Linked DNA regions of Mus musculus: regions 1 and 2 are each linked to region 3. The links are chromatin contacts, called in public Hi-C and HiChIP or PLAC-seq maps. All regions are on one chromosome and are shown on one strand. The core of a region is the stretch at or near the end of the contact, and the rest is flanking DNA. Distances in the headings are between cores, read along the strand shown. Region 1 holds the start of Ank2 (ankyrin 2, brain). Region 2 holds the start of Camk2d (calcium/calmodulin-dependent protein kinase II, delta). Region 3 holds the start of Elovl6 (ELOVL family member 6, elongation of long chain fatty acids (yeast)).

Region 1 (3,650 bases), core at 365-2,864, 2.0 Mb after region 3:
TATAATAATATCCAAAGGTGCTCACCTTCCAAAGAAGCTTAGCAACGATTCTCGGATCTTTAACATTTTCTGGATATAATAATATCCAAAGGTGCTCGGCCGTGCTCTCGTGGACTCTGCCTTCAAGTCCTAGGTGAGCCTCAAAGGATAAACAAGTGAATACAAATCCCATCAAGAGGAGCAAAGTGCACAGAAGGGATGCAGTAAGGAAGATGGGAAAGGCAGGGCAGGCTGTCGTGTCCCAGACACGACATTTCTCTTTCTAGATCTGTTTCAAGCTGTGCAGTGCACAGGTGCGAACATGCAGCCCGGTTTTATGCTGTGTGTATTAGAATGTTGAGCCATGATGGTGGTGTGAATGAGAAGAATAGAGAAAATGCAGATATGATTGAACTGTAAAAATCAATAAGATCTACAGATGATCAAATTTGGGACCCAAGAGCATCAATAATTAGTGATATTTCTGAGGATTTGTCCATCTGGGTTGCAGGACCATTTGTGTCTTCTCATGGTAACCAGCTTGTCCCCTAGTCCCTCTGTGCAAGGATGCTCTTGGCTCAGTCTAACCGTGCTGGGACTCCAGGCACGGACCATGGAGCTCGGCTCTCTTTTGTTAAAGCTGGAGATATATCCGTGTGGAGATTCATAGGAAATGGAAAATAAATGGCAGGAGAGAGGACAACTCGTCTCATGAAAGTCATTTTGCTAGATTTTATTTATTTATTTGTTTGTTTGTTTGTTTATACATGGTCCCATGTACCACAAGCTGGCCTCGAACTCACTGTAGAGCCAAAGATGACCTTGAACTTCTGATTTTTCCATCTCTGCCTCCCAAGTACTGGGACGGCAGACATGCACAGCCACGCCTAGTTTATCCATAGCTGGGGATCGCACCCAAGGCTTCATTCATAGCAAGCAAATATGTGATATACTGAGCTACATTCCAGCTCTTGCTGCTATTAAAAACAAACAAATGAAATTTCCATCTCAGTGGGACATCACTAAAGAGGTACTTGGATGGCGATTTTCCCTACTCCTGGTAGTTCCAGCTTTATTCCAGGGAAGCAGCAACGCAAAGTAGGCCAGCCATCCCGCAGCACGCATGACTTGTGCCACAGCCATTGCGCCGGTCTGCTAAACCTGGTCCTTTGGGTCCCAACTCTTTCAGGATCTATGCAAGTGTTCAGGGTACCTTAGAGAAAAGGCAGCCAAGTCATCACCGGGAAGAGTAGCTGGAAGGCTCTTTCTCATCAAGGAAAAGGTGGGGAAGAGGAAACGCCCAAAGCGTGAAAGATACACAGATTGTGACATTTCACCCTCCTCAGTTCACATTGGACAGGAGCTAAGGTCACAGAGGTATTCCACATTCTGGTCACTTCATATAAATGACTTGTTCCTCATTGGGAGGGAGTGGTTGGAAGGACAAAGAATGCGCTAGAGGTGGGTGGGTGGCTCGCCCACGCGGACAGGAGATCTGGCGTGTAGCGGGTGTGAGAGTGAATGGGAGCGGAGCGGGCCCGCGCGGGGCAGGGAGGAGCAGCAGCCGGGCCTCCCGGGGGACGTCTCCCGGGCTGCGGGAGCGCAGCCGAGCTTCTTATCCCCACCCACCTCGCGAGCTCCGGCAGGCAGTGGTGCATATAGACATATTTCTGGGAGCTGTCCATGAGCTCATCGCTCTCCCGGCGCGCGGCGAAGGAAGAAGCCCTCCTCTTTCTCCCCGCGCCACCAGCAGCAGTCGCTTAGCGCTTGTCGCCGGCCCAGCCCGCAGCCCACTCGGCGCACCATGGCCCCACGGCACCTCGCGCAGAGGTAGGTGGGCTCGGGCAGCAGGTCTCCACGGGCGATCGCGGCCAAGGCCGACCTTCTGCGGTCGCCTAGAAGCACGCGGGTCCCCGGGTGAGCCCGAACGCCGCAGGCCGGGAGCGGAAGAGACGAGGACACGCGGGACAGCCGGACTTGACCGAGGGAAGGAGTTCCGAGAGCGTGGACATGGCTTCTCCCACCTCCCCTGGCCCGGAGGGAGGGGCCTGCACCCCGCAGAACCCCCCGCGGATCCGTCAGGTGGGTGCTGGGTGCCGGGGGGGGGGTTGTCCCCCAGGTCCTCGCCTCCCCCAAGGACCGGGACATCGACTTCAGGGGACAGGGGCTGGCCCCACAGGGAACCCATTCATGCGAGCTTGTGCACTTCGCCTGGCCCAGGAGTATTCCTGAAACCTTTTTCAACGTCCACTTTGCACTCACGCCCCCTCAACCCCCCAACCCCCACGCGCGCGCCTTCCTAAACCAGGCGTGTAACTTCTGTCCGTACACACTCAGGCACACCCGCAAACTGATCTCTCTGCGCTGCAAGGAGGCACACACCCAGCTGTCACATGACCCACTGCAGAGCTATACCGTTAGAAGCCACTCAGGGTGCTAGGATGGGGCTGTAGCCCTGAATGGAGTTTTCTTAGGACCTTTGCCAGGGGTGGCTGCAAATGCTGGCTTCTCACCCACAGGAGAGAAGGGACTTCAACTTTCAACACGGCTACCCCAACAACTGCAGTCATGTAGTGGTAGGGAAGGTATTCATGCTCGCCCTGCATCGATACTCACAGTTTGCCCAGCCCTCCAGCACCGCAACAAGGGCTTGCCCACTTGTCTGGCTGTTTGAATAAGTCCTATTTTTCTGTCTATGTTATATATACTTTAATAATTTTAAAAGGGAGTAGTGGTCCTCCGGCATGGCGGCCCACGCACTACAGAGGCTGAGGCTGGAGAGTCCATGTGAGTTTGAGGTCAGCCTGGTCTGCCTAGGAAATCCCAGGACAACTGGGGCTACATAGTTAAGACCCTATCTCTAAAAATTAAGTGTGGTGGGGGCTGACGGGGTTGGGAGCGTGGTACTCCACTCCCTAGTGGTCTGAGATTTCATGGCTAGGCTTTCTGCACCTGCCACCATAGCCAGGACCTCCTCCTCACTTAGCTCTTAGGTCCTCACAGTGGAAGGTTGCCCTCCTGCCTGTTCAGATGGCATTTTATTCTGAGATGTGATTTGCTAATGGCAAGGAAGGAACTACCAAAGAGAACTGGATTCCTATTTAGAAACAGAGTAACTATATAGTTACTATTAGACAGAAAGGTAATTCCCAACAGAAGGGAATGCTGTCTTTCCTAGTACTGTGAACTTTTTGAAGAACACTCAGAACCCCCTAATTTATGAATGGATGATAGGAAAATTTGGTTAACACTTAACAAGGTCTTTGTCTCATTTGGCCCCTGATATCTCTAGGTAGAGTTGCATTACGGTATACTCTTTTAATGGAGGTTTTAAATGTAATACCTAAAATTTAACGAGAATTTCTTTTTATGTCAGTCTGTTTCCAAAGGAATTGCTAGAGTTTGAAATCCTTATGGGGCCAGGATTCTAGTTTTATGATAGTATTTTAAATTGCACTTCAAGTTATTTTTTTCCCTTTGGAATTGTGAGAACAGGTATTAAATCTGGGTTAGAAGTAGTTATGCATGTAAGAATGAATATGATGCTACTGTTTGTCATGTAAGAGAAATCGCATGCTAAGCAAAAATCATTTTTATAACTGTATTGGCTAATTTTGTTATTATGTGCGTGTAACACTTAGATGCAAATATTTAGGAAGTAAAATGTTAAG
Region 2 (3,259 bases), core at 304-2,803, 2.9 Mb after region 3:
ATACTCCATGTTTCAACAGCAGATCATCTATAAAGATATCATTTTCATTTGATTTAAAAGTGCTCACACTTCCTTTTATGCAACTGTAAGGAAACCTACAGCACACACACACACACACACACAAATGCATCCCTTCCCTGATAGTGGAAATTAGCGATAGGTTTGGGGTTTGATGCTCGGTAAACCAACACTCCCTCCTGACTGAGTCTCTAGTTGCCCCTGTGCAGATCTTCAGTAGGTACCCTGTCCCTCCTTAACATCTCAAGGAAGTCCTGCCACTTCAGTGGAGGAGGTCGTTTTACACAAGCTAGGCTACCCTGGGGAAACGCTCTCTCGGGCTCTAGGGCTTTCCTCTGCCTGGATAAATAAATCCTCTCAGAGACGATGTACACCTAAATCCTAGAATGATGGTGAGCGACTCATCTTAGTGCAAAGAAGGATAGCGGATACATGGCAGGGACGTGGGTTCTGTTGGGTGGCCCTTTTCCTGAACGGAACAACTACTTGGATGCCGAACCAGACTCTCCACCAAGCCAAGTTGAACTTTCGGCATCGATAAATATGGCACCATCTCAGAGAGCGAGTGTTCTCTCGTTAGCTCATCCGAACCTGGGTCAGATCGCAGATACAGCGCGGGCTGAGCAAGAGACATCTATTTACCAAAAATGTGATAAATGTTGCATTTTACATGCATCTCCTTTCCTCTCCGAACACACATACACACACATTCGCACTCGCGTGCGCGCACACTTCTCAGGATGACAGCTACAACTGCAGAGATCATAAATTCACTAAGTCCCCCGTGGAGAGGTGGAGGACCCGAGAAGATGGGCTGGGAATTCGGAGCACCCGCCACAGTAGGGCAAAGGTTTCCTTCCCTGTGTGCCCCACCCGCACCAAGCCAGGGTCCGTCTCCCCGCCTCGGCCCGCAGGCTCTCTATCCCCACGAGGGAGACGAGGGGTCGTGGGGAGGAGGAGATGCCAGGCAGGGACGCTTACTTTCCGAGCTCCTCAAAGAGCTGATACTCGTCGGTGAACCGGGTGCAGGTGGTGGTCGAAGCCATGGCGGGGTCTGGACAGTGCGACGGGCGACACGCGAACAGACCTGGCTTCCCGGGACTGGCGCCGCCGCGCTGTCACCCGGGGCCGCCCTCACTTTCCGTGTCCGAAAGTAGCTCGCCGGCGAGGGAGTGCGCGCAGGGGCGGGGCGCGCGGGGCGAGGTGGCCAGACCAGCCCGCTCCGCGATCCCTTGTCCTCTCCTCCTCCCGCCGCGGTGGCCGGGCCGAGGGCTCCCGAAGGGGCGGGGGAGAGGTGTCAGGAGGGGTTGCCGCGGTCACCGAGGCCGCACGGAGAGCTCAACGCAGCGCCCGGAGTGGCGGGCGGCAGCGGCCGAGTGAACACCCAGCCGGTCGTTCCAGCGGGCAGAGGAGGCGCTGGTGGCCCGCGCTCCCTCCTCTCCACGGGGCCGCAAGGCTGGGAACCCGCGGGGCGACAGAGTGCGCTCGCTCGGCTCGGGCGAAGCTGGCAGCCGCGGCTCCTCCCCGGCGCCTCCTCCCTCCTCTCCCCGCCCAGCGAAGCCCCCTCCTCGGCGGCCCCACACCTCCCTCTAGCGACTCCAGCCGCGTCCCTTCGGGCTGCTCTCCCGCAGCCGTCTAGGGAGACCGAAGGGAGATGCGCGGAGCAGCAGGGAGCGCGCTTAAGGGGACGGGACTGAGATGTCGCAGTGACCCACGAAGGGCGGAAAGATGAGAGACCACTCGAAGCTCCCACAACCCGGATGCCTCTACCCGGGCGGGATGGCCGCGAGGCCGGGGAAGCCGAGAGAGGGAAGCAACCCTTGCATCTGGGCGCGGTTCGCGTTTACTGCTCCCAGACCCGGGTCCAACGTCCCCCGGCTCGCAGCTACTGCCTGGGGCTGCCAGCCTTGGCCACCTCTGCTGCGCCCGGCTGTCCCTTAGCTAGGGGCAAAGATGGTCAGGGCACCACGTTTCGCTTCAGTTTTTACTGTCACGTCTTCGCCCTTCTCTCCCCTTTTCCCGACTAGGGCGATCCCCATAAGCATTTGCTTGATCATAAACTCTAACATAATGAAACCCAAAAGTGCACCACTCTGCCACACCTTCCTTCCTCTCCAGAGTAACTCCCCTGTAACCTCAGCAAGTTCTGATAGTAAGAAGGCTTCTCGCGAGATGTCCCACGCCAGTGGCGAGGGGGTGGGGCGGTAGGAAGGTTGGCTGTGGGTCACGCGACCCAGAGGGGGCTGACGTCATTAGCGTCACGTGAGCGTGCCTAGCCTGTTTCGCGTTGCCGAGGGAGAAGGGAGAGGGAGGGTGGGAGTTCTTTACCTGCATTCTCAAAGAGCAGGCCAAGTAGGGGCACAGGAGTGTACTCCCTCAGTGGCTATCTGGAAAACCATTTAAGAGTTCAAGAACGTGTGTACAGTTAAGCATATCTGACACTGTTGCTTAAAAATTAGCATGGAGAAAAAAAATTAGCATGTAAGATGGGTTAAGGTGTAAGTGGTGGCTAAGATCATTTCTGAGCCTTCTTTTCACTTCTGAGTCTTTAATAAACGAGGCAATTGCAGATTTAGAGGCCTACGGAAAATAGAGACGCATCATGAACTTTTAAAAAATTTTCTTCAGACTGTTGCTTTTTGTTCTACAGCAGGAAACCATAAAATCCTGCATTTCTATTGCTTATGTGCTCGTGCTTAGAATCACATCGTGCACTTAAAATTTCACAGTGGGAAGATGATAGATAACTTTCAGTTAGGGAGCCTGTACATGCTTTTAGGGCGGCTATAAGTTACTACTTTGCAGGTTCTTTTATTCCCTGTTCTAAAGAATGCTGAGTGGCCTTTGAACTGAAGTACTCAGACGGCCATATAATTTTTAAATGCTTTTTTTTGTTATAGATTTTGCAAATATTACTCATACTTCTAATAGCCCTCTCCCACTCAACACAAGAAAATACTTTTTGAATTTAGTCATCATTCAATGTCTGCATTGTTTTGCCCATGAAAATGTCATTTACTGGCCTGTTTTACTATAATTTTCCCTTCAATTTTACTTACATCATTTGATATTCTGCCCACGCACTAGATTCCTAGTGCTGATTTTTGACGTTGCCAAGCACGTGGGATCAGCACACGTCCCGCTTTGTCTTGTATTGTTCCTACCTGGGGGCCTCTGCTGTTCAGTTGTCATTGTGGGACACCCTTGGAAGCTTATTGAAGTTCCTCTGTGGTTTTTATAT
Region 3 (3,537 bases), core at 145-2,644:
ACCTCCCGGAGCCCGGAAGCCCCCCGAGGGCCGGCCGCGGCGCAGAGGGGGTGGGGTGGGGGTGGGGAGATCGAGGGGGCTCGCACTAAACCGGAGGGAAACATCTCCAACCACAGCACGGTCTACGGGAAGGAGGGAGCTCCCTTCTTAAAATACTGCAAGGTGACACCGGATCGCCTCCCACACGGGGATTTTTCAGAAGACTGACCGGAGGAACTCAGTAAACAAGATGTTTTCCCGGATTCGAAGTTCTGGGGAAAGACCTCCGAGACTGCCCTGGCAGGAGCCTTCCAGTACTTAAACTGCTGCTCCACGCGGAGAAGCGTGTCCAAAAGGCGTTTCCTTTACACAGAAACTTAATAATGGCGTGGCTCCACTTGCTCGGGTTCATTCATTTTTATTGCAGTTTTCATTGTCCCCTCCTCCCCGATGTCTTTATGAAACCGGAAAGTAATCTGAGTGGGGAAGGGGTCCTGGACCCTGGGCATCTACGGCTGGAGGCGGCAGTCAAGGGAGGGCAGTAAAGTGGAAGAACTACAAGGAGAAAGGAAGGACACGAGGGATGGGGAGAGGGAAAGGACCAGAGAGAGGCGGGCTGAAGAGGGTTAAAGGGAGCGGAGACCGGGTCCTCCCTCCACTGCCTTGCACGCTCCAGTTGCGGGAGGCCAAGCAGAACCCCCAAATCTAAGCGAAAGCAGGGAGACAACACAGGTGGGATAGCTGGATTGTAACATGCCTCTGTCTCCCGTATATTATTACAGGTACACATATTATATGTTCTATGTTATATAATCTACACAAAGATGCCCGCGTGGCCGCGGCTCACACAGAGCACCCCCCAAACCGCACGCTTCCATGCAGCTTCAGAGTCTCCTGCAGACATGAGACCCTGGAACTCCGCGATCTGCTGGCTACTGCCGGCAATCCATCCGTCGCTCCGCTCACGCTCAGACCAGGAATACCGACATTAATGCACTCCCGGGAATAGTATCTCGCGAAAGCATCACCTACCAGTTTTCCTGCATCCATTGGATGGCTTCGTTCTCGTTGAACTGCTTTTCGAATTCATATTCTTGTAAAGTCAACACTGACATGTTCATTGGGGCTGATCTTCGGAGTCGCTACGTGTTCTCTATACAAAATAAAAAAATCTGTAAAGAGCCTTTTATTTTGAGTGCTCTCCTGTCTGCTTCCCCCTCCCACCCCCCTAGGTATTGCCCCGCCGTCAGTCTCCTGGCCGATCTCTCTCCCAGCCTCTCAGCTACATCCAGGGTTGAGCATTGCCTGCGCCTCTGCTCCCAGCTCCTAGCTCAGGGGCTCTCCTCCCAGCGTCCGCATCCACCGTAGGAGGAAATGAATGCCTTGCGGTCTTAGTGCCCGCACGTTTGTCCATCACGCTTTTTACTCGTCTACAGGGAAATCTCCTCCCCCTCGTGCGATCGGGAAAATTAACCCTTTGCGCGAGAGGGCGCAGAAGAGCAAGACCTCCCATCGCCCTGGGGGATAGTTTTGTTTACAAGAAGGTGGTTGGTGGACTGGGGGAGGGGAGGGAAGGGCGCCAAGAGGGAGGAAGTGGCCTTGAGGTCATACTCAAGCCCATTCGCCACCTCTTGGGCCTCCCTGCCTGGCCTTTGAATGAAGTTTCAGAGTGAGAGGCGCAGCCCTGAGGCGCGTGGACCTGAAAGCTTGGCGAGTAAACAATTGGGAAATAGTAAAATCTGCCAGGTTCTCTGGCATGAGAACTCCAGGCAAATAAATGTGAGGATCACGTCTTGCGATCTAGTCTCCTCACTACCTCGATCCCGCAGCACCCTCTGAGACCACCTCCACCGGGCAGCTTGGGCGCGGATTTACCTTGACCTTAGGGCCAGGTAGCCTTCGGAACTAAGACCACGTGCAGACAGGATGCTGAGGATGAGGACCTGGGAAGTCAAGGTTGACTAGGAGGCAGAAGTTAGGTAGAGGGTTTGGCTACCAGGAGGGGATATTAATGAACAAAGGAAGGGAATTTGGCATACAGAATTAGGCCTACTGATCTAAATACCAAAACTTTATCTATCTGCTTTACTTTAGTTCTGCCTTATTCTTGTGAAATTAGGAAGAAAAGATTAATGTAGGAGAGGGATTTATGTAATGCTAATCCTCCCCCTGGGCTACCAGCTCACAGCAACCATTCCCAAATACTCCTTATTTTTCTGGAGGATGGTATTTTCTAGTCCTAAAAGGAAGAAGGAAGTAAGAGACAATAAGGTACCTAATAATATAATATTTAGATCCAACAAAAGATACTGATCAACACTTATTAGTTTGTTTGTTTGTTTTTTAAATGTTTGTGATTTTCAAGATTGGGTTTTTTTGTTTGTTTGGTTTGGGTTTTTTAGGTGCTTTTGGCTTTTCGAGACATGATTTTTCTGTGTAGCCCTTGTTGCCCTGGAACTGGCTCTGTAAACCAGGCTGGTCTCAGACTCAGAGATCTGCCTGCCTCTGCCTCACTCACAAGTTCTGGGACTAAGGTTCGGGCCACCACAGCCCAGCTAAGAACCTATTAGTTTAAAGATGTACATTAGGACCAGAGAGAAAATACCCTCTAAGATGTTCATTTCCTCACCTACCAGCCAACTAAAATGAGGCGAGGGCATTTCATGCAGTCAGATCATCTCAGGAAGACACTGGAGGCTGAGGCGGGAAGACTGGTGCTAGTAAAATTGCCAGAAATTTGAGGTGAGTCTGAATTTCACAGTGACATCCTTGCTTCCCCTGCCCCCCAAGTCTTAAAAGGGTGGGGTATGTCCTTAATTGGGGGGTGGGTATGTCCTTAATCCTAATACACTCTGGAGTCAGAAGCATGTGGATTTTTGTGAGTTTGAGATTAGCCTGGTCTAGTAACAAGATCCAGGTCAGCCAAGGAGATAGAATGACACCCTGGGTTTTTAATGTCATTTGTTTTTGTTTTTGTTTGGGTTTTTTATTTGTTTTTGTTTTTTGATTCTCTGTGTATCCCTGGCCATCCTGGAAATTGCACAGTAGAGCAATAGATCAATCAGTGTGGCCTCCAACTCATAGCTCTCCTTGCCCCTGCCTCCCTTGTGCTGGAATGAAAGAGGTATTGCCACCACATTGTGAAAATGGCTTGGCATGAGGACCTGAGTTCAGAGTCCCAGAACCTCTGAGGCTGAGACGGGGAACTCCTCCTGTGTATTTTCATTTTTGGAGACCAGGTATCTTTTATATCTTACGCTGGCTAGAAATGGCTCTGTGAGCCAGGTGGTGGTGCTGCGCGCCTTTAATCCCAGCACTCGGGAGGCAGAGGCAGGCGGATCTACATGAGTCTAAGGCTAGCCTGAAATAACAAACCTGAAATAGGAGCTTGGAGATGAGTAAGAGACCTTGTCTTTAAAATGAAGATGGAGACATCTCGAGAATGACACATTCCATTACAGCTCTGGCCTCCTCGTGCACCTGCTCACCTGCACAAGGAAGCAGCCCCCCCCCCCAACTCCTCCCCACACACTTCTTTAAAGGAAGGAAGTCTGCATT

What was found. A called contact is a pair of places that touch in the nucleus more often than the background predicts. HiChIP or PLAC-seq counts read pairs in DNA pulled down with a chosen protein or histone mark.
Region 1: an H3K27ac HiChIP or PLAC-seq map of embryonic stem cells shows a contact between it and region 3, with 6 times the contacts expected there. The contact joins the promoter of Ank2 here to the promoter of Elovl6 in region 3. A contact is called at or near these places in 1 of 39 promoter capture datasets (hippocampal neurons), 2 of 115 datasets of contacts at active chromatin or transcription factors (both in embryonic stem cells) and 1 of 9 other capture datasets (adipose tissue).
Region 2: a Hi-C map of B cells shows a contact between it and region 3, with 5 read pairs. The contact joins the promoter of Camk2d here to the promoter of Elovl6 in region 3. A contact is called at or near these places in 1 of 39 promoter capture datasets (pre-B cells) and 1 of 484 Hi-C or Micro-C datasets (B cells).

The regions. Positions count from the first base shown.
Region 1 is chr3:127,497,079-127,500,728 of GRCm38.p6, reverse strand. Ank2 (ankyrin 2, brain) reads left to right here and starts at 1,614. Exons shown (of 48, transcript NM_001327938.1): 1 at 1,614-2,061. The coding sequence starts at 1,990.
Region 2 is chr3:126,595,245-126,598,503 of GRCm38.p6, reverse strand. Camk2d (calcium/calmodulin-dependent protein kinase II, delta) reads right to left here and starts at 1,553. Exons shown (of 21, transcript NM_001346635.1): 1 at 1,000-1,553. The coding sequence starts at 1,064.
Region 3 is chr3:129,530,243-129,533,779 of GRCm38.p6, reverse strand. It overlaps Elovl6 (ELOVL family member 6, elongation of long chain fatty acids (yeast)), which reads right to left and starts at 1,394. Exons shown (of 5, transcript NM_130450.2): 1 at 1,285-1,394; 2 at 1,012-1,132. The coding sequence starts at 1,100. It overlaps Gm35986 (predicted gene, 35986), which reads left to right and starts at 1,392. Exons shown (of 3, transcript NR_153368.1): 1 at 1,392-1,523; 2 at 2,616-2,721.